5 separate regions of the Mus musculus genome follow, and all the other regions are linked to region 1. The links are chromatin contacts, called in public HiChIP or PLAC-seq and promoter capture Hi-C maps. All regions are on one chromosome and are shown on one strand. Each heading gives the region's core, a stretch centred on a gene start, on an enhancer-like site or on the middle of the called end of the contact. The rest is flanking DNA. Distances are from core to core; before and after follow the strand shown. Region 1 holds the start of Zfp651 (zinc finger protein 651). Region 2 holds the start of Mobp (myelin-associated oligodendrocytic basic protein). Region 3 holds the start of 5830454E08Rik (RIKEN cDNA 5830454E08 gene). Region 4 holds the start of Entpd3 (ectonucleoside triphosphate diphosphohydrolase 3). Region 5 holds the start of Exosc7 (exosome component 7).

Region 1 (4,046 bases), core at 908-3,407:
TTAGGGCTCAGAAGACCTCTAGAACCCCCACTACTGGGCAGACATGTAGGACCCGATGGTCTCTGCACAGCAGTGATGGACGTAGGCCTTGACACTGCTGCTGGTCACATCTGAGTTAAAGGGATGGGGGCTTCCGCAAGAAGTACCACGGCCCAAGGTTGTGGAGGACTAGGGTCTCTGGGAGCCTTTTGGAAGTTAACAGGGAGGCTCTCCTGTAAGGCCCTGGACTTGGTGTGGGAAAGGGAACCTGCTGGTTTGCATTAGGCTCCCACCCTTGTGCAGCTGTGGCCCATTAGTGCTGGACTCAGCAGCCAAAACTGAGGGAGATGGAGGCCACGTACTGTACACCCTCCCCTTCCAGCCTGCACCACCCACTTTTTGGACTGCCTAACTTGCATTTCTGTTACCTGGTGAGCGTAGTTTCCCCAGCCAAGTGCAGGAACCCCAAGCAGTCTGGGGTTGTCTCCTTGTTCTCCAAAGTGAAGTTTGGCCTGGAGTCACTCAGCTTTAGGGGTCTAAAGCACCCACCTCTATCATGGTAATGAGTGCTCTGGCCCCTAAACCAACCAACAGAACTTGAGGTTGTGGCCTAGAATCCTTCCTCTGCTCCCATCTTGTCCCTCCAGTTGGCTGTACCCCATGTCCAGACCACTCAGTTCTGCAGCCATGAACACAACGGGGCTTCTGGCTTTTGCAGCTGTTGCCAGTGACAAGCCCAGTGTGCCCTCTTGCCCTCAGTCGGAGTTCAGAGAACCCAAATGAGACAGCAGGGGGTGGGGTAGGGGTGTCACTCCTTTACCTTAGCCAAGGCCAGTACCAGCTTCTTCCAACCTCCCAGCACAGCGTCTACATGTTTTCTCTCTCTGCGGGACTCTCCTTGTCCACCCAGTAGGTAGACAGCCCTGCCCTTCCCACCTCCCAGGTCAGTGCAGCAATCAACTGGGTCAGACGAGAAACTTGGGTTTTGGGAAGTGTAGGAGACATCATCGGTAATTGACAGGTTCACAGCTTCAGCCTAGAGCCTCAGATTCGGGAACCCAGGTAGGGGCATGCCCTGCGCATGTGAAGGAAGGGGCTCTCCTCACTGTCCCTACCTTTCTTCACCTACTCAGCTTCCTTGCTCAGGGGTAGTCAGCCCATGTCCAGTGAGAGATCCTTGCATTCTGAGGGGACAGACCTTCGACTATTTGATGACACCTGCTTGGCTCCAGAGAAAGAGCTACAGCACACCATGAGGAAGGCGCACACCCAAGGAGACTGCTATGGCTGGAGTGGAATGGCCCGGCTGGAGCAGTGTTGGGAGAGTGACTAGGCTGAACAGTGGGTAGGGGTGCGGGGCGTCCGAAGGAGAGACCACGGTGGTAGTCCGTAGTCCCGCCCTGCTGTCGCTCGGCCTGGCAGCGTTCCTTCGCAGCCTCCTGCCAGCACAGCCAGCCCCCTGCCCCCACGGAGCCGGTGCCAGAGCAGCGTTCCGCAAGCCGAGCTGCATCTTCCCAGCGCCGAGGCTGCGCGGAGGGCCCCTCGGCCGGGCCTGGGCCTCTGGCCCCCACCCGGCTGTTCCAGGTAGGTCATCTGAAAGGCTTCCGTCGTTGCGGCGGTTGCTCGGAGGTTCTGCAGCCAGAGGCCCCCAGGTAGGTTCGGGAGACTCAGAGCAAAACGCGTGGGAGGCCGGAGCAGCTACAGACCCCAGACTCACCCCCAAGTCGGAGCAGCCGGAGTCACAGGGGGCGGGAGATGAGCGCGGCTGGGGTACGGGTCCATCAGAGTCGCCTGGCTCAGGGGAGCAGGTGGGTCGGGGGGCGGCGCGCTCTGCTCAGCGACCTCACGCCTACCCTGGCCCCGCCCATGCAGAGCAGCGGGAGGACACCCGGGTTAGACTCCCGGACGAACTTCCCAGCAAAGAAGGGCAGAGAGGGACTTCGCGCGGGAGGGTGGGATCGAGCGGTCCAAACGCTCCCACGTCACCAGCCGGGTCGGTCCGGGGACCCCGAGGCTCTCCCGAGGGCAGCTGCATCGAGACGGCGCGCGTCCGCGCCCCCAGCCAGCACGCAGGGCGGCCTGGCCCTTTAAGCGTCCAGACGGCGGCCCCAGCTGACGCGCGGGCTCCAATCGGCGCCCCGCGCCCCCCGCCCGCCGCGCCCGAGGCTCCCGGGCCGCAGCTGCTCGGCCGGGACTTGCCGCGGCCCTGCGCCTCCGCCCGCCCGGCCGGCCGCGCCCCCGGGGCCATGGTCGCGGGGCCCTGCGCAGGGGCGGCCCCCAGCGCGGCGCTTCATGGAGCGGCCCGGGCCCGGCCCTCGGGGGCAGCGCGATCCTGCGGGGCCCTGTGAGCTCCCAGCGCCGCGGCACCATGGTACGCAGGGCCCTGCCTGTCCCCCCGCTTATCCGCCCACCTGCGAGCGCCTCCTTTCAGAGCGCACGGCCCCTTGGGACCCGGTGCAGGGTCTGGAAGACCTGGCCCCTCCCCCGGGGTCCTCGACCCTATCTGTCCGGTGTGCAGGGCCCAGAGTGCGGCGCGGCGGCGCGGCTCAGGGGTGAAATTCCTGGGGTGGGGGGTGCAAACGCGAAAGGCCGAGGTCTTGCTGCGCACGGGCGGAGGGGGGAGCTTCTCTGCGTCCGGACGGCGCCGCCCCGGGGCTGGTAATGGGGGGAAAAGGGGGAGTCGGATTCCCGCCCGGGCCTTGGGCCACGTGGGCGCTGCAGCCGCTCTGCCGGAGACTAGGATGGATCGCTCCATAGGCGGGGGGCGCCCACAGCTGGAGTGGAAACTCCTGTGTGACCTTGGGCCGGTCCCCTGCCGTCTCTGAGCCTGTTTCCCAGGCCTCTCCAAAGAAAGCATCCAGAAGTCATGAGCCTGTACCCCTGCCGCCGGGGTTTCACCAGATGGCCTTTGGGAGGCAAAAGCTTGGTGGCCTCTGCAGGTGTCCCTCTGGGGGAGGGCTGCGATGCAGCTGGTGTACCCAGGTGTTGAGAAGCCTCCTCAGCTTCAAGGAGCCGGAAGCATCTGGCCAGAGGCTACACAGCTGGTGGGCACTGATCCGGAAGGGGCCCTGCCACTGGCTGGCAGCATCTCTGGTCCATGGCTGGGGAGGCTGCAATGTGACTTTAGGGATGCCTGGGTTTCTGCCAGGCTCAAGTGGCCCTGCCCAAGCAGGAGGTCCCTGGGGAAGCTTTGTAAAGGGAAAAACGGGGACCCCAAGCCTGGAATAAGTGGTGCCATGGGGGGGCCTTTCCCTGCCACCGTCCACCCCCCAGTAGTACAGACACCAGGACCTGCAGGTGCAATGACTGGGAAGGAGGCAGGACCAGAGGGTGTGGTGACTGTGTCTGGATGCTTAGGTGGTTCTCACACCTCATGCTTCCACCCACCTCACTTCCAGGACTCTCCAACTGCCTGTCTGAAGTGTACCAGGCAGAAGGGAAGGGTGCTGGAGTGGCAGGATGGCCACAGCTCCATGAGTAAAGCCTCTCTGGGCCTCAGTTTCTCTAAGAAAGAGGAATTGGTCCCAGAAAATGAATCAGAGTGAGTCAGAGAGGGATGGGCGGGGCCCCGTGCCACGTCCCTGCTGGACGGCCCAGCAGTTCTGGGATAGATTCAAGAATGGGTGGCTGGTGGGGGTGTGAGGGGTGGAGGGAGCTTCAGGAAGGCAACGTCTGTTGGTGGAGCGGAGGGCAAAGAGTGGGCATGTCTTGGGCTGCTGGCCGAGGGCACAGGTTCGAAGCTCCTTGGGGCTCACCCGCAGCTTCTCCTTTAGCAGAATGACAAGGGAGCTCAGAGTCCATGCTCTCTGTCTGGCCCACCCACTGCTGACAGGAGAGAGGACTTAGAGGGGACAGCTTCATCCTGGGACCCCTAAGGAAGGTGGGGTTGTGTCCCCCATTGGGATGCATCGGCATTCACACACTGGAAGCTTTCGTCTCCACAGGCAGAGCCCATGGAGCATCCAAAGCCAGCCGTTGTAGGGCCGGACTGGCCAGTGTCTGCTGAGCCCCAGGCCCTATGTGAGGGATAAGACAGGCCCATCTCTACCACCCGACTAAACAGGACT
Region 2 (3,718 bases), core at 781-3,280, 1.6 Mb before region 1:
AACCTGGGAAGAAGCAATATTTACTTCTCGATGGTCTGTTTCAAGGTTTTGCTTAAGCTCCTACCCTGACTTCCCTCGATGATGGATTGTGACCTAGGGGGTTAAGCTAAAATAAACCCTTTCCTTCCCCAAGTCCCTTTTGGTCAGAATGTCCTGTCACAGGAATCTAGAACACACCTGTAGAAAATTTCAATCCCAATCCAGAGTTTCTACCCCACCTTTGACCATTTAGTTTCTGGATAAAGCACACACGGAACTTTTATTATTTACAATAAGCCTCAGTCAACACTAGAGCTGGGCAGGTGGAGCCGGAACCCACAACCCTGAGATTGAGGCTTTTATGTTTTACCCACTGAGCCAGCCAGGCTAATTTGGATTTGTTTTGTAGATTAGCCTGGCCTCAGACTCACAAGAAACCTACTTTGCCTTTGTCTCCCAAATATTGAGATCAAAGGCCTAGATTTATTTATTTATCTATCTGTATCCGTAAAGACACATCCATTTCCATTTTTTTCTCCCTTCTTTGGGGATTAGTATCTCTGTGGACAAATATACTTACATCATCTTCCTCTTTATATAAATTACATTATCTTTTTTACATATAACTTTATTTAAATTCCCTTCCACTTACTGTATAAATGTATTTTCAAGTCACCATGTATTTACTGTGTTTTTATGACTTGACCCATGTGCCATGTGCCAGGACAAACAGTTGCCAGTTCTCCCATGGAAACCCCACATTCATAGGATTCTCATGCCAGTGTGACACCCATTTTAAAGTTAGCTCTCATGAGTTGCCATAGTTTCCCTGTGAAACCCCACATTCCAAGGAGACAGACTGGCTGCTCAGAGTAACATAAAACTCTACCCCATTTTAGCTCTCATGAACATAGCTTGTTGTTGCTGTTGTCGTCATCATCGTCGTTGTTGTTGTCGTCGTTGGATAAAAGCAAAACAATTTTGCTCCAATCCCAACTCCGGGTTCCTCACATTGATTAACAAAATATACCTTTCCTATGGCAAAATGGTTTTTTTGGCAACAAAAAAGCATTATCCTTCAATTTAAAATTATAACATAAAAATTATAACATACAAATTATAAACATACCTTCTAAATATACTCATTTCCACATCTATTTCCTGTCTAAGCCATAGGCCATAGGTTTTTAAATTGACAGATAAAATATCCATACAATGCCATCCACCCCTGCCATGATTCTCTCTCACAGCTTTGTCTACAGCAGAGCCTCTTTATGCTCTGTAGCCTCCTTAATCCTTTGGATTCAGTCTATAACCTGCATAGATATAGATCCATTGTAGCGTGACCTGTAATGTTTGATCTGGGAGTTAATACTAGTCATTAAATTTCGCGTATAAAACCCCATGTCTGCCAGTGGTCTGTTATCAAAGGAAATCAGGATCACTCAGCAAGTGGCAGCCAATGAAACTGATGTAATACTTGAGAGCATATAGTTTATGCATTGCGGAAAGATGTAAGTGTATTGCTCCATGTCTCTAGCACAGTTAGGGGATGGCCATTCTGTGGGTTGAGCAGGCATGTGGTATGGAGGGACTTGGCACAGGCGATCGGCTATGGATAGAGTGGCATGGATAGAGTGGCGGGAATGGCTTTGGAGAGGGGTGATGCTTTGCGTGGGGTGTTGATTATGTGGTGGTGGGATGCTGGAGTGAGCCTGTAGGTTGTGGTGTGGATGCAGGGTGGGTGTGTGCATGTGTGACGTGCCTTTAGCTTTTGTTCAGATGTTTCTTTTACTCTTTGTCTTGGTCTTTGTTCCCATCTTTGTTGGCCTTTGTTTTCTTTTTGTTTCACTCTTTGTTTCAACTTTCTTTAGCTTTTGTTTGGTCTTTCTTTAGCCTTTTGTTAAACTCTGTGTGGCCTTTGTGCGGGCCTTTGTGTAGCTTTTGTTGTAAAGTACATCTTGGCTGAGGACCCATCAAAAACACTTTCTGTAATGAAAACTCAGACGTAGAGCCTCTCCCTATATATTCCTCGTGTACTGAGGTCGCCCAGCTCCACCAGGGCCCGCTATCCACAGGAACCTTTCACAACAGCCATTACTCGCAGGTAAGAGGATTCCAGAGCTCTGGTTCACCCTGTACCTCACGTGGGAAGGGTACACACTCCTATGGGTCACAGGGGAAGCTATCACAATGAGAGTAGGAGGTGGGAGGACGCAGAAGAGAGAGAGAAAGAACAGTCGTTTATTCTGATCTGGGCAAAGGGACCTTTGGGAACATTCCTCCTAACGCCCCAGGTTTGTCTGCTCCAGGAAAGACCTTGGATTTTCATGTTTGGATACCTTTGTTGTTGGAGAGAGAGATCGATGGTGTTGTTGGTGTTTCCCCTAGTCCCAATTTCTTTTTCAATTGATTGGCATGACTTAAAAATGAGTTTTTGTGGGGCTTCGCTCCTCCCTGAGGATTTACATACAGTTAATGGTTAATGGGGAAGAGAGATGTTGTCTTTAGTCATGTAACCATGTAGCACTGCTAAGATGCCCGCACACCTGGCAACAGAATCTCACTCATGCTCCTGTAAGGAGCCCTAATGAAACTCACCAGATCTTAACCTCCCCCAAACCCATGGAAACAGAGGGAAGGCCAATTAGGAAGTGGGGGAATCCTAGGAGCAGGAAAAGAGAGAGAGAGGGAGAGGGAGAGGGAGAGGGAGAGGGAGAGGGAGAGGGAGAGGGAGAGGGAGAGGGAGAGGGAGAGGGAGAGGGAGAGGGAGAGGGAGAGGGAGAGGGACAGGGAGAGGGAGAGGGAGAGGGAGAGGGAGAGGGAGAGGGAGAGGGAGAGGGAGAGGGAGAGGGAGAGAAAGGCATGGAGTTACAGACAGTTGTGAGCTGCTATATGGGTGCTGGGATTTGAACAGAGCAGTCAGTGCTCTTCACCACTGAGCCATCATTGCTCCAGCCCCGAAACAAAGGCATGGATATGACTGAAATACATTATGTACTTGTGCAAAAATGTTGCAACAAAAGCCATGATTATGTACAAAGAATATATGCCAACAACAACAAAACATTTAAAAAGGAGTAAAGTTCAAAAAGAAATATAAGTGAGTTTTCCTTCTCATCTGGAAACAGCTGCTTCCCTTAAACACACAGCTGGATTTGTATCGGGGTGTGCAGCCCCGACGGCTAAGTCCTCACCTTGAGTGAAGTCACGTAAATGCCTCATCTCACACAGAAGCTTTCGGAAATCCTGGGAGTCTTCAGTCTTTGTCTGAGAGAAAAAGTAAAAGAGAAATCGTGTGTCGGGGGAATGAAGCAATGCACTTGGCTAGAACATTAGGAAAAAAGTGGAGAAAAGGTTTTGAACGCTGTGAACAAAACAGGGCCACAGCCAGGTGCGCAGATCTGCTGTTTGGGGAGTATTTAGGATGCGGGGCATTGCTGGTGATTGGATCTCAAAATTGCTCCAAATTTATTGAAAAGTTGCAAGCAATATAAAGAATTCCAACTGTACCTAGTTTATGCAAATGCTAACACGTTACCACGTTTGCCTGATCATTCTCTCTATATGTGCAAGCACATACACCCCCACACCCTCCCCAGCCGCCTGAGACTGAGCGCACACACAGTTAACATCAGAAAGCTAACACTGAGCATAGCATGCTAATCTGCTATCTAATCTAGAGGCCTCTTTCCCCCTCCTTGGTTCATCAGCACTCTCGCAGCCAGTCCAGGCTCAC
Region 3 (3,715 bases), core at 429-2,928, 1.2 Mb before region 1:
CCCTCCCCACACCCCCCAGAGCATTGCCGGCAAGAATTCTACATGGTAGAATTGTAGATAGTCCGAAAGGTGGCCTGTTGAGGCTTGTGGGAAAGTAGACAACACTCAACTGTAATCTTGACATTTCCAGCCTTGCCACCCAGGATTCCTGGTCTGCACACGGGAGTGGGGTAGAATGGGTATTGTTTTGAACTAGCAAGTGATTTGTCAGGAAGCAGCAGTTTTCTTCCCAGGGCTGGGAATTAAAGGACTGCAGGAAGTGGATTTCTGCAACAGAGCCCATATCTAGGTATACTCAGGTTGGCTGCTGGCAGGAGGGCCAAGTCCTTTTGCACTGAAATGCTGGTGGTTAAGAACTTAGCACCTGGAACTGGCTTTACTGGTATAGCCTGAGGTAAGGGGACAGGGGAGGAGGGGACTGAAATCAAGGACAACAGTGCCTGGGAGCCAGCAGTTTCAAAAGCATGGTTACTTCAGTGAGGTATTTGGTGATTGGTTTTCAGGGGTATTTATGAAGGATTTCTTAGCGTTGGGACTGCTGTGGACTTGATAACTTTCAGGAAACAAGGTCTCACTTTGCTTTTCTGGCTTCTGAGCTCCAGGGGCCTGACTGACTTTCTTCTTTCTTTCTTCCTTTCTTTCTTTCTGCCTGTCTGTCTGTCTGTCTGTCTGTCTTTTGTTTTCGAGACAGGGTTTCTCTGTATAGCCCTTGCTGTCCTGGAACTCACTTTGTAGAACAGGCTGGCCTCAACTCAGAAATCTGCCTGCCTCTGCCTCCCAAGTGCTGTGATTAAAGGCGTGCACCACCATTGTCCGCCTCCAGGGGACTTCATGCTTTAGCCTCCAGCATAGGCCATCAACCACCACACACCTTGAACATTGTCTGAGGTAGGGCTTCTGGTTCCTGTCTAGGCCTTTGTAGTGCTAGCATTACAGATAAGTACCATCGTGTCCAGTAAGAAATAAGCTTTTCCTACCTTATCATTTTTACTGCTTTACCATTTTAAAGTTTGGGGTTTTATGCAAATGAGTTTTGCCAGCATATTAGGTCTGTGCCTCATTGTGGTGTCTGAGAATGTTGGGTCCCTTAGAATAGGATTGTGAGCCACCATATGGCTGTTAGAATTGAGTCTTGGCCCTTTGCAAGAGCAACAGGTGTTATTAACTGCTGAGTCTATGAAAATACTTTTCAGGATGATTTGTGTCTTTGTGGGTATATGCTGTGAGTGCAGGGTCAGGCAGTCCAGAAGAGGCCGTTAGATTTCTGGTGCTCAGTTGAGCCACCTGGTGCTGAGAAGTGACCGGCTAAGCTAATTTTCCGGCCGTATCAGCATGAGAAACTGCACACTGATGTCCAATCTTTATTTGTGGGGGTGTGATTTTTTTTTTTTCCCCAATCAATGTTGCTATTTAAAATTGGTACCAGAGAGATCGCTCAAGCGAATTTGTATAATTTCTGCCCGGAGCGGGCAACGCTTACCACCTGCTGCCCAGATGCGCACGCACCCAAACGTCTCAAAGCGCACCTCTCAGATCTTCAGAGCAGATGCGCGGGAGTCTGCGCAAGTGCGCAGGCGCCCTGAGCCACATCAAACCCCTCCTACTCCGCTGGACCGACAAGTGGTGGGGCGGTGTTATCACCGAGATGAGGCCTCCGGAACTCCTAGAGCGGCCGGAGTGCGCTCGCGCTTCCGGGTCGGGGCTTGGCCCTGTAGATAGTTCGGGCGAGTCGGACGTTGACTTACTGCGCCCGGTGCTGGGTCAGAAGTGCAACCTTCCTTCAGCGTTCCCAGCCTGCCACGAGTGGACAATCCGATGTTGCCCCCCCCTCCGTGCCCAGGGACGCATTGGGCCCCAGGAGGCGTCCCCGGGGCGCGGAGCATCATTTCTGTCCCCTCGCCGTCAGACACTCGTGCCTTGTAAGCGCGCAGTCTGCAGAGTGGAGACCTGCGTGGGAGGCAGGAAGACTTTGGATGGGGATGTCCGAGGAGGTTGGGGTGTCACAGTGGGAGATACGGAACCCACGCACCACAGGAGGCTATATTGGGAGTGGTGAGGCTTACGTTGCAGATGCTAGTGGAAGAAAGGAGAACCATGCCAGAACATCCCGTGAGTGTCTGCAAACGAGAGTCACCTGCTGAAGTTAGGAAGTTCATTATTGAGCTGGTTCTGGTGTCCGTTGCTAGTAGGATATGCTGAAGAGGCAGAAGCAGGAATATCAGGAGTTGAGGCCAGCCTGGGTTACACCTTGTGTTGGAGTACCTTCTGCTCTTCCAGAGGAACAAAGTTTGGTTCCCAGAGTCCCTGCGGAGTATTTCACAACCTCCTATCACTCCAGGTTCTTCCAGGGATCTCTGGGAGTACCTGAGTTTGTGTGGCGGACATTGACCACATTCATCCATTAAAACAAACTAAAACGTGTTGAAGAGTTTGCTTCATTCATTGTGGTCGTATTGTCAAGAGACCAGTATTCAGTGTGCGAATTTTCTTTCACTTCCCATACACTTATTTGTGTGTGTATACAGACGTGTGTGCCACAGAGGGTGTGTGGAGGTCACATGACTACCTTCAAGCATCAACTCTTCCACCGTGTGGGTTCAAGAGATGGAACCCAGGTAGTCAGGCTATGCAGCAAGTAACTTTACTCACTGAACCTTCTGGAGGAGGGGAGGGGCTGAGAACGAGGTTTGCTGTGACCTGAGGCTTGTGAGTGCCTTCCACAGACACTTTTGAGAGTTGAGTCTTCTTTTTTGAACTCTTGTCATGCGAACACACACACCATGTTTACACCTGAGGTGGCCTCGTTACCACACGGGTGGAAAAACCTTGGACTTGTTACGCACTTGATTTAAATCAGTTTTTTGGTCACTAAACTCAGAAGATGTTTGCTGTTGCTTTTGTGACTCACATTTAGTTCTGTGACTCCATTGGGGTCAGACCCATAGTTATAAAGATGTTCTTTCTAGGAAGCCAGAACACGCAAACTCTTTGAAGAGAGCTGGCTTTCTCGAGAGACAGGGACATATGGTTTGTAAAGCACTGACTTTTCAGAGCTCAGGTGCTCTACACGGTGTTTGGTGCTGGGAACCTGAAAAGAAGCTAGGGAGGAACAAATGGGGTTGATTCCCTACACTGCAGATGGGTGGAGTCAGGGTGAATGACAGCCAACACATCCCGGTGTTGGTGGAACCGTGGTCATGGCACGTAAACAAATCAAGTTGGTGCTGACTTCCTGCCCGCCTGTTGTCATGGTAACAGAGGGTCATGTGCAGGTTTCTGGGGGGTGGGGAGGTCAGGGTGGATTTACCAACAATCTTCAGCTGTGAACACCAAGCTATAGTAATGACCAGCTTGGCAAAATATTGTCCATGGTGCAACAGTGGGCTGATGTTGCGTGGGGAAACCAACTGCTTTCTGATTGGCTTTGAGGTTCTTCCCACAGAAGGAAACACATGCCTAGTACCACATGACCCACAGGTGGGTGTTTATAGGGCCCAGGGGGTGACCCCAACCAGGGGGTCAAACTGCCCTCTAAATTATTTATCTCTATAGACAGATTAGTGCAACGCTCAGACTGCATCAGAGGTCCTTTCTGCAGGGGACAGTGGTTAATGCTGAAGTTCACAACAGGCCAAACTGCAGGGAATAAGTGTGCTCAGCCACAAATGGTCATCTCAGTCACACTCAAGATTGGGACCATCATGGAGGAGTGTGG
Region 4 (4,120 bases), core at 545-3,044, 1.2 Mb before region 1:
AGCTTTGGGCCCTCTAAGGAGCCAAGAGGCTGCACCAGAAATGGGCTCCGAAGCCCTCTGGGTCTCTGCAGTCCCTGGGCTGTCCTTCTTTGTCATCTGTCCTATTTGGCTTCCTCCAAGCTGTTTTTGTCCTGACTGTTGGCTCAGTGATGTTTAGAATGAAGGAGCATACTTTTCGGTCCCCATTAAGCCCCCTGGGAATCACCACCACAGATTGGCTTGAGAGTGTGTCTGCCCAGTTCTGTGTTCTCCAGTGTCCGCCCACGTGACTGGAACCCACCTGCCTACTCACCATACCCCATTCTAGTTGTTCTGCACGACACACCCTCTTCCCAGAGAGACTGAGGGGGAATGCACGGAGTTATGTGTGCTCTCAGAGTGGCCTGCCCTGTCCTAATTGGCCCTTGGTTCTGTTTTTCCCTCCAAAAATGTTTGATGGGGAAACTAGGAAAATAAAGTTACCTTGTAGCATGTGTGGTGACCCAAGAGTGACCCCAGTACTAGAAGACTAAGGCAGGAACAAGTGCAAAGCCAGCCTGGGCTACATAGGCAAATCTTGTCTCAAAACAACACACAAAACAGGGTACTGGGCTCCATTCTCCTTTCAGCCTTCCTGCGCTGACTCAGAGCCTCACAATTGCCTGTGACTCCAGTTCCAGAGGATCTGAAGCACTGTGGGTGTCCTCACACACACATGGTATACACACACACACACCACATCACATAATAAGTATATGTAATAATATATAACAAACAATATATAGGCTTAATAATACAACTTTTCTTTTAAAAAGGTTGTCTTGACAGATAGAAGACCGGCAGGCAAGGTGTCTTGGGGTTTCACTTCTGTGAAGAGACAATATGACCACGGCAACTCTTATGAAGGAAAACATTTAACTGAGGCTGGCTTAGAGTTCCAGAGGTTCAGTCCATTATCATCATGGTGGGAACCACGCAGCCTGTGGGCAGACGTGGAGCCAAAAGTTCTACATCTTGATCCTAAAGCAGCCGGAGACTGGATGTGTTCCGCGGTGGGTGTGATTTGAGCGTATAAGAGCTCAAAGCCCTGCCTCCACAGTGACATTCTTCCTCCAACAAGGCCACACCTCCTAATAGTGCCACTCCCTGTGGCCAAACATTCAAACACATGAATTTGTGGGAACCAAACTTACTCAAACTACCACCCAGGGGGTGCCTCTTGGGACTGGGGGCAAGGTCACATCACATCCTCTTCTGCCTTGGGTTCAGGGGACTGTGCAGGGAGTTAGAAGATAAAGATGTGGAAAGCTCTCTGACTGGGTCCTGGTGGGACACTGAGCTAACTAACCCTGTCAGCTTAAGAGCATCTGCCATCACCTAGGAAACACACTTCTGAGCAAGTCTGAGACTGGGTGTCTAGGCTGGGTTAACTGGGCCAGAAAGACCCATCTTGAACGAGGGTGGTACCAGCGCTTTAGGCTGGGATCTCTGGTACCTGAATGCAGACAGGATGTGACTGCAGTCTAAGATCCTGCCAAGATACGTTTTTAGGACAGTACCTACAACCGTGAGTCACCTTTTCTTCTTTAGGTCCCTTTTGTCAGGTACTTTGTCAGCAACGAGGGAAGTAACTAAAACAAGGCCTGAAAGGATTGGCTACCCCCCACGTGGCAATGATTCCCCCTCCATCCTCATGCCGGACAGGCTGGGGTGAAGTGAAAGAGAAGAGCCTGGGAAGGTGAAGAGGTCCTGGCCCCAGCGCTTGCGGGAGGCGGTCCCTAGCAGGCTGCGCCACCCACGCCACCTCGCTCCGCCTCCTGGACTCCCGCACCCCAGAGGCGCCTCCGCTTTTCAGCAACCCGCAGCGAAAGCAGCGCCCAGGTAAGGTCTGGCCCCGCGCGCAGGAGTGGGATGGAGCAGGCTGTGGGGGGCTGGGAGCGGGGAGGGAAGGAACCAGCACAGCTTCCCGCAGAGGGCCGCAGGCAGGAGCTGAAACCCGGGGAGCTGGGCACTGTCATCTGACAGGGACAGGACACCGCGTCACGAAGCACCCCAAGACCTGCAGATGCAGGGGACGGGCCAACTCCCAGGTCCCCACCCTGATCCCCAGGGCCTGACAGCTGTCTGCTGGTGTTCAGCTCAGGGAGCTGGAGACACCCCGCGGGTCTTTAAGGGTGACTGCATGCTGGCAGCCACCAGCACACACCGATGCCAACCGGCTTTGCTGGTGCGCTTTGAAGTATAACCCAGCCCGAGCCTTGTGAATATTACTAAGAGGGGGTTCGCTCTGCCCGGGTGCTGGTCACAGGTGCGGCCCACAGGAGAAAAAAAAAAAAGAAAGAAAGAAAGAAAGAAAGAAAGAAAGAAAGAAAGAAAGAAAGAAAGAAAGAAAGAACACATGCGCGCTCACACAAGCTTTTGGGGTTTTATTTTCAAAATTGCTCTCTAGTTAAAGTTTTAACCAATCCATTCTTCCAGCTTTACATTTGGGGAGGGGATACTGGGTTTGGAGTTCCAGCTTCCATCGGTCTCTGACGTTCTGGTTTGACCTCATTGTTTCTAAAGAGGCTTCGATTTAGATGACGTTGTGTTCAATATCAATACGTGCAAGTTTAGCCACACGCTCCTTCTGTGTTCTTACCCCTGCAGCCCGGAGAGAAGATGTTTACCGTGATGACCCGCCAGCCATGTGAACAGGCAGGTAAGTGTTGCTCACTGGATGCTAGGTTTTGTCAGACCCAGGGAGAATCCCAGCTTTGGTTCGTAGCTCTCCATCTATATCTCCTGTGAATGGCTGTTTATCGTTGTTCCAAGACTTCGCTCACCTGGGTTTCACCCTTGACATTCTTCAGATAAAAGTAATGCTTTTCCACAAAGCCACAGGAAACAAGGGCTAACACGAATGTTTGGCTTAAATGGTTTTTCCTGTTCGTATAATCCATTATTTTGGCTCTTGTGGTTTCCTTACCTAGCTATGTGTAAGGTTTGTGTTATGTGTTGTTGACGTGGGAATGAATCCTGATAGAGTTGGGTCGCCCTGAGTACTATGGTAAGCTGCACAGGAACACCTCTCCCTCTCATCTGTCTCTCTCATTTGTCTCTCATCTGTCTCTGTCTCTCTGTCTCTGTCTCTGTCTGTCTCTCTCTCTGTCTCTCTGTCTCTGTCTCTGTCTCTCTCTGTCTCTCTCTCTGTCTCTGTCTCTCTCTCTCTCTCTCTCTCTCTCTCTCTCTCTCTCTCTCTCGTGTGTGTGTGTGTGTGTGTGTGTGTGTGTGTGTGTGTGTGTGTGTGTCCTGTCTCTCCCTCCCTTCCTTCCCCCTCCCCATCTTTCCCACACACTTTCAAACCTGCCCAGCTTGGCTGCCTGACCTCCCGGCTCCTCAGTACTGCCCCCCCCTGCTGCCCCCCCCCCCCCAGCTATTCATGCAGATGTGAGAGAGATGCGGAGGTGGGAGAGGCGTCCACTCAGCTAGCCCTCACCTCCTCTCTAGGCTCCAGTAGGCACCTGCAATTAACACTGTTTGCCCAGCCCTCCCTACTCCACAGCTCTAGGCTGCATTTCTTCATGAATGAGACCTAGCCTAGTCTGTTCACTTTTTTGCTGGCTAAGTGTTTGTTGAAGGTAATCACAGCTTTTGACTTAGAAAGTGCTGAAGCTAGAGGATCCTGGAGGCCAGCCCCTGGCTGTGGTCAAGAGCCTGCTTACATTCCACACACCCCCTCCTGTGAAGAGGTTCCTTAGCTATGCCCTAAACTGCTGATTCTTGGCTTCCAACAGGGTATGACTTGAGGGCATATAGACTAATTTATACTTATATTTTTGGAAAGAGCAATTGTACTAAAGAAGATGGTTTGTATTGCATTGCACATTTCCCCCCAAAAGACATTGGAATTTAGCAGACATGGTAACATGCCACATACCAGCTAATCAGTTACATTCTTTCCGAAGGTAGATTAAATTTGGCCGATTAACACTATTAGGTCTTGTTGGGGGGAAAAGTGCCTTAAACCTCTGTGACTGACACCGATGTGGTTTGAAAATAGGTGTGGCTGGGGAACTTCTATTCAGAAGCACAGAGAAGTGACCCATTTCCCCCCTGATGCTCCGAGGGTCAACACCACAGGGCTAGGCTCTCCTCCAGA
Region 5 (4,122 bases), core at 970-3,469, 1.4 Mb after region 1:
CAACAAAACAGCATGAAACAAACAAAAACCCCAAGAGAAATGAAAAAGCAAACTGGTATAACACAATATAATGTGCCATCCTTGGGTATTTCATTTTTCTGGTTCTAATATGTTCTTTGAATAGCTTCAATAAATAAGAACTATGAGTTATGAGGTTTAAGGACATCTAATGCATTCAATGAATATGATGAAAATGCTCTAGCATCACATAGGAAAAATAACTAGTGATGACAGCAGTGTTCCAGCAGAGAATATAAACTCCACTGTTTATGTTTCTTGAAGTCTTCTGAACCTAATACCAGATATTACTCATAAAATCAGTCACCAAATAGATAACACTGACCCTTCTTCAGAAAGAACCTGTTGTCTGCTGTCGGGGGTAGGATATGCCCGTGTGGTGCTGGGGAGGGAACCTAGGGCCTTTGCACATGCTACTGTTCTGCCACTAACACACTTTTAAAGATATGCCCAAAGACTTTTTCCCAGGAAAATGGCTCATAGTAGTTAAACTCAAGTCAAACTTTCTTCCAGTATCTTTTCTGACTTTTCAATCTTCACCCTACCCCACCCCCACCCCACTATATATTCAAATGGTCTCTCTTTCCAGTCATCTCTAGCACGAGATACCCTACTAGCAGGAGTCCCTTGCTATTTCACCAGTTCCTCACACAGAATCTAGTTGTTCAACCAGAGATGGTGTCTAGGTGCTATATCAAGTGTGGCATCTGTTCCTCCAAAAAAGGAAGAAAGCCGTCTGGCTCCACCTTTTCCAGTTACCCTAGAGGGCAAAGTCCAACCCTACAGGAAGCCGTCTCAGGAGCACCTGTAGTAAGTATTATGTATGGACGCAGGAAATTCATATCCAGTCTATCAAGAAGAGGCTATCATTTGAGGGCTCAGCAGCTAACAGTTCAGTACCTAGGAATATAGCCAGGCACTTCCTGTTACTGTTGAAATCTCAGCGTAGTCAGTAATCCACTATGACAACTCTAATCACCATGCTCTGTGGCTATGCTCACAAGAGCCTTCCCTTCTACCCTGGAGGACTCTGGTTAGTGTTCTGTTTACTTACTTAGTTAGCACAAGAGAAAAAAAGCCTTTTTTCGACGAGTGGGGGCAGTGTCTTTGAGACAGGATCTCACTATGTGGCTCAGGCTGTCCTTGAACTCACAGTGTAGAACAGGCTGACCTCGAATTCAGAGATCCGCCTAGCTCTGTCTCCCAAACGCTGGGATTAAAGGCAAAGGGTGGCCAGCACCTTTTATTTCTTGATGATTAAGCTGAAGGGTTACTTTTGTTTAAAATAGAACACCAGGTAAGTCTCTACCAAGTCTCCCCTCATTTTCTCAGAGAGACCCTTTAAAACTTAGTTCATATCCCCTCTCTTCCTTAAAGGGCCCCTCACTATGACCCCAGCTTCACCTTGCAGGCATCCTTTCTGGATAACCTAGGTCCCATATCCTCCCAGGGTCGGTTTTCTTTCATGAAGTTATCCATCTTCCCCGGAGATCCCTTCCATCCAGGCATCCCGAAGTGCAAGACACTCTCCCTACTCTCTTTGGGACAATACTCCAGCAACCGCACGGGGCAAGGGTAACTTGCAAAGCTCTGGGCCATTATCTGATGATGGGCAGTAGGGGAGGAAAGGATGAGGGAAGACAGGACAGAGATCGATCCCTGGAATGGAAGGAGGGGTGAGAAAATTGAGAAGCTGGCGCCCCATTCCTGGTGCAGACCCTTCCCGACCAGTGACCTAATGAGGGATCCATGGTCTCTTTCCTTCAGCCATCCTAGGGACCAACTAGGAGGGGGTTGAGGAGATGGTCCCTCATGGGCAGCACGACTTCCGCCTTCCTGAAGTGTCTCACGTGCGCGCGCTCGGCTACTTCGACTCCGGCCCGAGCGCTCGGGTTGCGCGCTTCCCATCCAGTCCCGGCTGGGGCCCCGCGCCTCCCTCCTTCTGGGGCTTCCCCACTGCACTGACCGTCAATCTGGAGGCAGCTAGCAGTCCCGCGCCGCCTGCTGCTGCCCCGGGGCCCAGCCGCCAGCGTCCGCGATGGCACGGGCACCCGGCGCCACGGCTTGCCGGACTCGGCCTCACACGGGGCGGTGCGAAGGAGAAGCCCATGGAGCTCCAGGCGGTGGCGGCAGCCGCGGCTGCGGGAGCGGCCACCGCGCGGGCTGATGACGCGCAGGCGCGGTGGGGAGAGGCGCGAGCTGATGACACGCCAGCGCGCGCGGTGAGCTGAGCAGCATGGCGTCGGTGGCGCTAAGCGAGGCCGAGAAGGTCTACATCGTTCATGGAGTGCAGGTAGCGGTGGCGGCCGCGAGTGCAGGCCATATTGCGCAGGGAGGAGGTGCGGGGCGGCCACGTGGTCAGGACGGACGCCCGAGGCTTAGTGCTGCAGCGAGTGTGCGTCCTGTATGCCTAGATGTCCACAGCTCTCGGGATGGAGGAGATTCCTAGCTCATCAGGGAGCGGCGGGCGGGCAGTTCCCGAGGCTGCAGTTTAATGAAGGAATGTCCTTGTGGCCTCTGCACGACCTGAGAGTGCAGTGCCCGAGATCCTGTAATCAGAATAGCGGCACGTGAATGGACTCTGGTGACTTTGCACACAGAGGCCGTGTATCCGAGGGGGAAAAGGACTTTAAAATTCTGACAGCAAACACCACACGCCACACACCCCCTAAAAACAGGAAAGAAGGAAATGCATCGGTAATAGAGTGCGTGCTTAGCATGCTCCAGACCTTGGTGGCTGGCACCTGTAATCCCAGCAGCTGGGAAGTGGAGACAAGAGAATCAGGAGTTTAAGGCCAGACTGAGCTATAAAGACCCAATCTTAAGAGAAATCACGCTGACATATACACACACATGTCTTACAAATAGAGAAAAATAGGGAGTGTTTTTCTTTCTGGCGGTGCTGGAGGTTGAACCTCTTGGCCTTGTGCATGCTAGGCAGGCATTCTATCATGGAACCGCATTCTCAACCCTTTTGTTTTTTTGCTTTTTTTTTTTGAGGAGGAGAGCTTTATATCCAAGGCTGGTGTGTAACTCCTATCAGTCCTGCCTTGGCAGAAGGCATGCCTTTTCACCACCCGCTGAGAAGAATTTTTCAAAGCAGACTGGTAGTCTATGGTGTAATTGTTGATTTACCTGTTTTACTTGTGGGGCGCTTAGATCTTTGGGTAGCTACAATGACTACCGCGATCTGGGCTCAGTCCTGCTTTTGAACGTTCAAGAGAAGTGAAGAATGTTTCCTGGCAACCATAATCTAGTATTCTACAAGCCTTGTCCCTACAGTTGATCTTGTGATGTAGTCATCATAGTAAGGTGACCTGTTACCATTTAAACTACATAATGCAAGTGAAAGCATGTTCTTTTCTAAATCATATGACATACTGTTATTTTCTACTTCATATAGAGTAAGGAATGCCAAAATTCAGTCATTAGGTTTCATATTAAACTTGAGTAATAAAAATCCAAACCCACAACTCATTAGCTTTTTAGTTCAAGATCAGGTTTAGTAATAGTGGGGTATATGCACAGTGGGTTGTATGGGAATGTTAAAGTAGTCAATCCTAGGGGTGGGGCTTCCCTTTTAGTTTTTAATTTTTTTTTTTTTGCCAGAAGTGTGACTCTGTCATTCCATATCCCTAGTCTTCATGGTGACATATTAAGTGCTGATGAGTTTTTAATTTTTTTTTTTTTTTGCCAGAAGTGTGACTCTGTCATTCCATATCCCTAGTCTTCATGGTGACACATTAAGTGCTGATGAGTTTTTAATTTTTTTTTGTTTTTTTTGCCAGAAGTGTGACTCTGTCATTCCATATCCCTAGTCTTCATGGTGACACATTAAGTGCTGATGAGATTTAAATTCTACAGGTTCAGGAAATCTTAAATGACCTGAAGAAAAAGTGGGTTCATTGCAAAAATTGGAAATCTTCCATCCAGAGCTTTATAATACTTTCTCTCATAAGAACCATAATGATTGGTGACTCTCTGGTGAATCATCTTCTTTTCTTCACCAAACTGTATCCTTTCTCAGTGGTCTCTTGCTGTCCAGCTTCCCTTCCATCTTGGTATAGTCTGTCCCATCGTCCCCGCCCAACCCCTTCAATTTTG

What was found. Promoter capture Hi-C pulls out the DNA fragments that hold promoters and counts their contacts. HiChIP or PLAC-seq counts read pairs in DNA pulled down with a chosen protein or histone mark.
Region 2: a contact with region 1 is called in a promoter capture Hi-C map of embryonic stem cells, with 4 times the contacts expected there. The contact joins the promoter of Mobp here to the promoter of Zfp651 in region 1. A contact is called at or near these places in 3 of 39 promoter capture datasets (embryonic stem cells, liver and pre-B cells).
Region 3: a contact with region 1 is called in an H3K27ac HiChIP or PLAC-seq map of embryonic stem cells, with 6 times the contacts expected there. The contact joins the promoter of 5830454E08Rik here to the promoter of Zfp651 in region 1. A contact is called at or near these places in 4 of 39 promoter capture datasets (hippocampal neurons, liver, pre-B cells and 1 more), 2 of 115 datasets of contacts at active chromatin or transcription factors (astrocytes and embryonic stem cells) and 2 of 9 other capture datasets (adipose tissue and embryonic stem cells).
Region 4: a FOXA1 HiChIP or PLAC-seq map of pancreatic cancer cells shows a contact between it and region 1. The contact joins the promoter of Entpd3 here to the promoter of Zfp651 in region 1. A contact is called at or near these places in 2 of 39 promoter capture datasets (embryonic stem cells and pre-B cells) and 1 of 115 datasets of contacts at active chromatin or transcription factors (pancreatic cancer cells).
Region 5: a contact with region 1 is called in a FOXA1 HiChIP or PLAC-seq map of pancreatic cancer cells. The contact joins the promoter of Exosc7 here to the promoter of Zfp651 in region 1. A contact is called at or near these places in 2 of 39 promoter capture datasets (liver and neutrophils), 1 of 484 Hi-C or Micro-C datasets (B cells) and 1 of 115 datasets of contacts at active chromatin or transcription factors (pancreatic cancer cells).

Annotation. Positions count from the first base shown.
Region 1 is chr9:121,757,876-121,761,921 of GRCm38.p6, forward strand. Zfp651 (zinc finger protein 651) reads left to right here and starts at 2,158. Exons shown (of 6, transcript NM_001166644.1): 1 at 2,158-2,350. The coding sequence starts at 2,348. E530011L22Rik (RIKEN cDNA E530011L22 gene) reads right to left here and starts at 2,068. Exons shown (of 1, transcript NR_033503.1): 1 at 1-2,068.
Region 2 is chr9:120,147,712-120,151,429 of GRCm38.p6, forward strand. Mobp (myelin-associated oligodendrocytic basic protein) reads left to right here and starts at 2,031. Exons shown (of 4, transcript NM_001039365.3): 1 at 2,031-2,086.
Region 3 is chr9:120,575,653-120,579,367 of GRCm38.p6, forward strand. It overlaps 5830454E08Rik (RIKEN cDNA 5830454E08 gene), which reads left to right and starts at 1,679. Exons shown (of 1, transcript NR_073359.1): 1 at 1,679-2,421.
Region 4 is chr9:120,538,024-120,542,143 of GRCm38.p6, forward strand. Entpd3 (ectonucleoside triphosphate diphosphohydrolase 3) reads left to right here and starts at 1,795. Exons shown (of 11, transcript NM_178676.5): 1 at 1,795-1,860; 2 at 2,629-2,680. The coding sequence starts at 2,641.
Region 5 is chr9:123,111,012-123,115,133 of GRCm38.p6, forward strand. It overlaps Exosc7 (exosome component 7), which reads left to right and starts at 2,220. Exons shown (of 8, transcript NM_001081188.1): 1 at 2,220-2,311. The coding sequence starts at 2,255. Zdhhc3 (zinc finger, DHHC domain containing 3) reads right to left here and starts at 2,183. Exons shown (of 7, transcript NM_001372538.1): 1 at 1,985-2,183.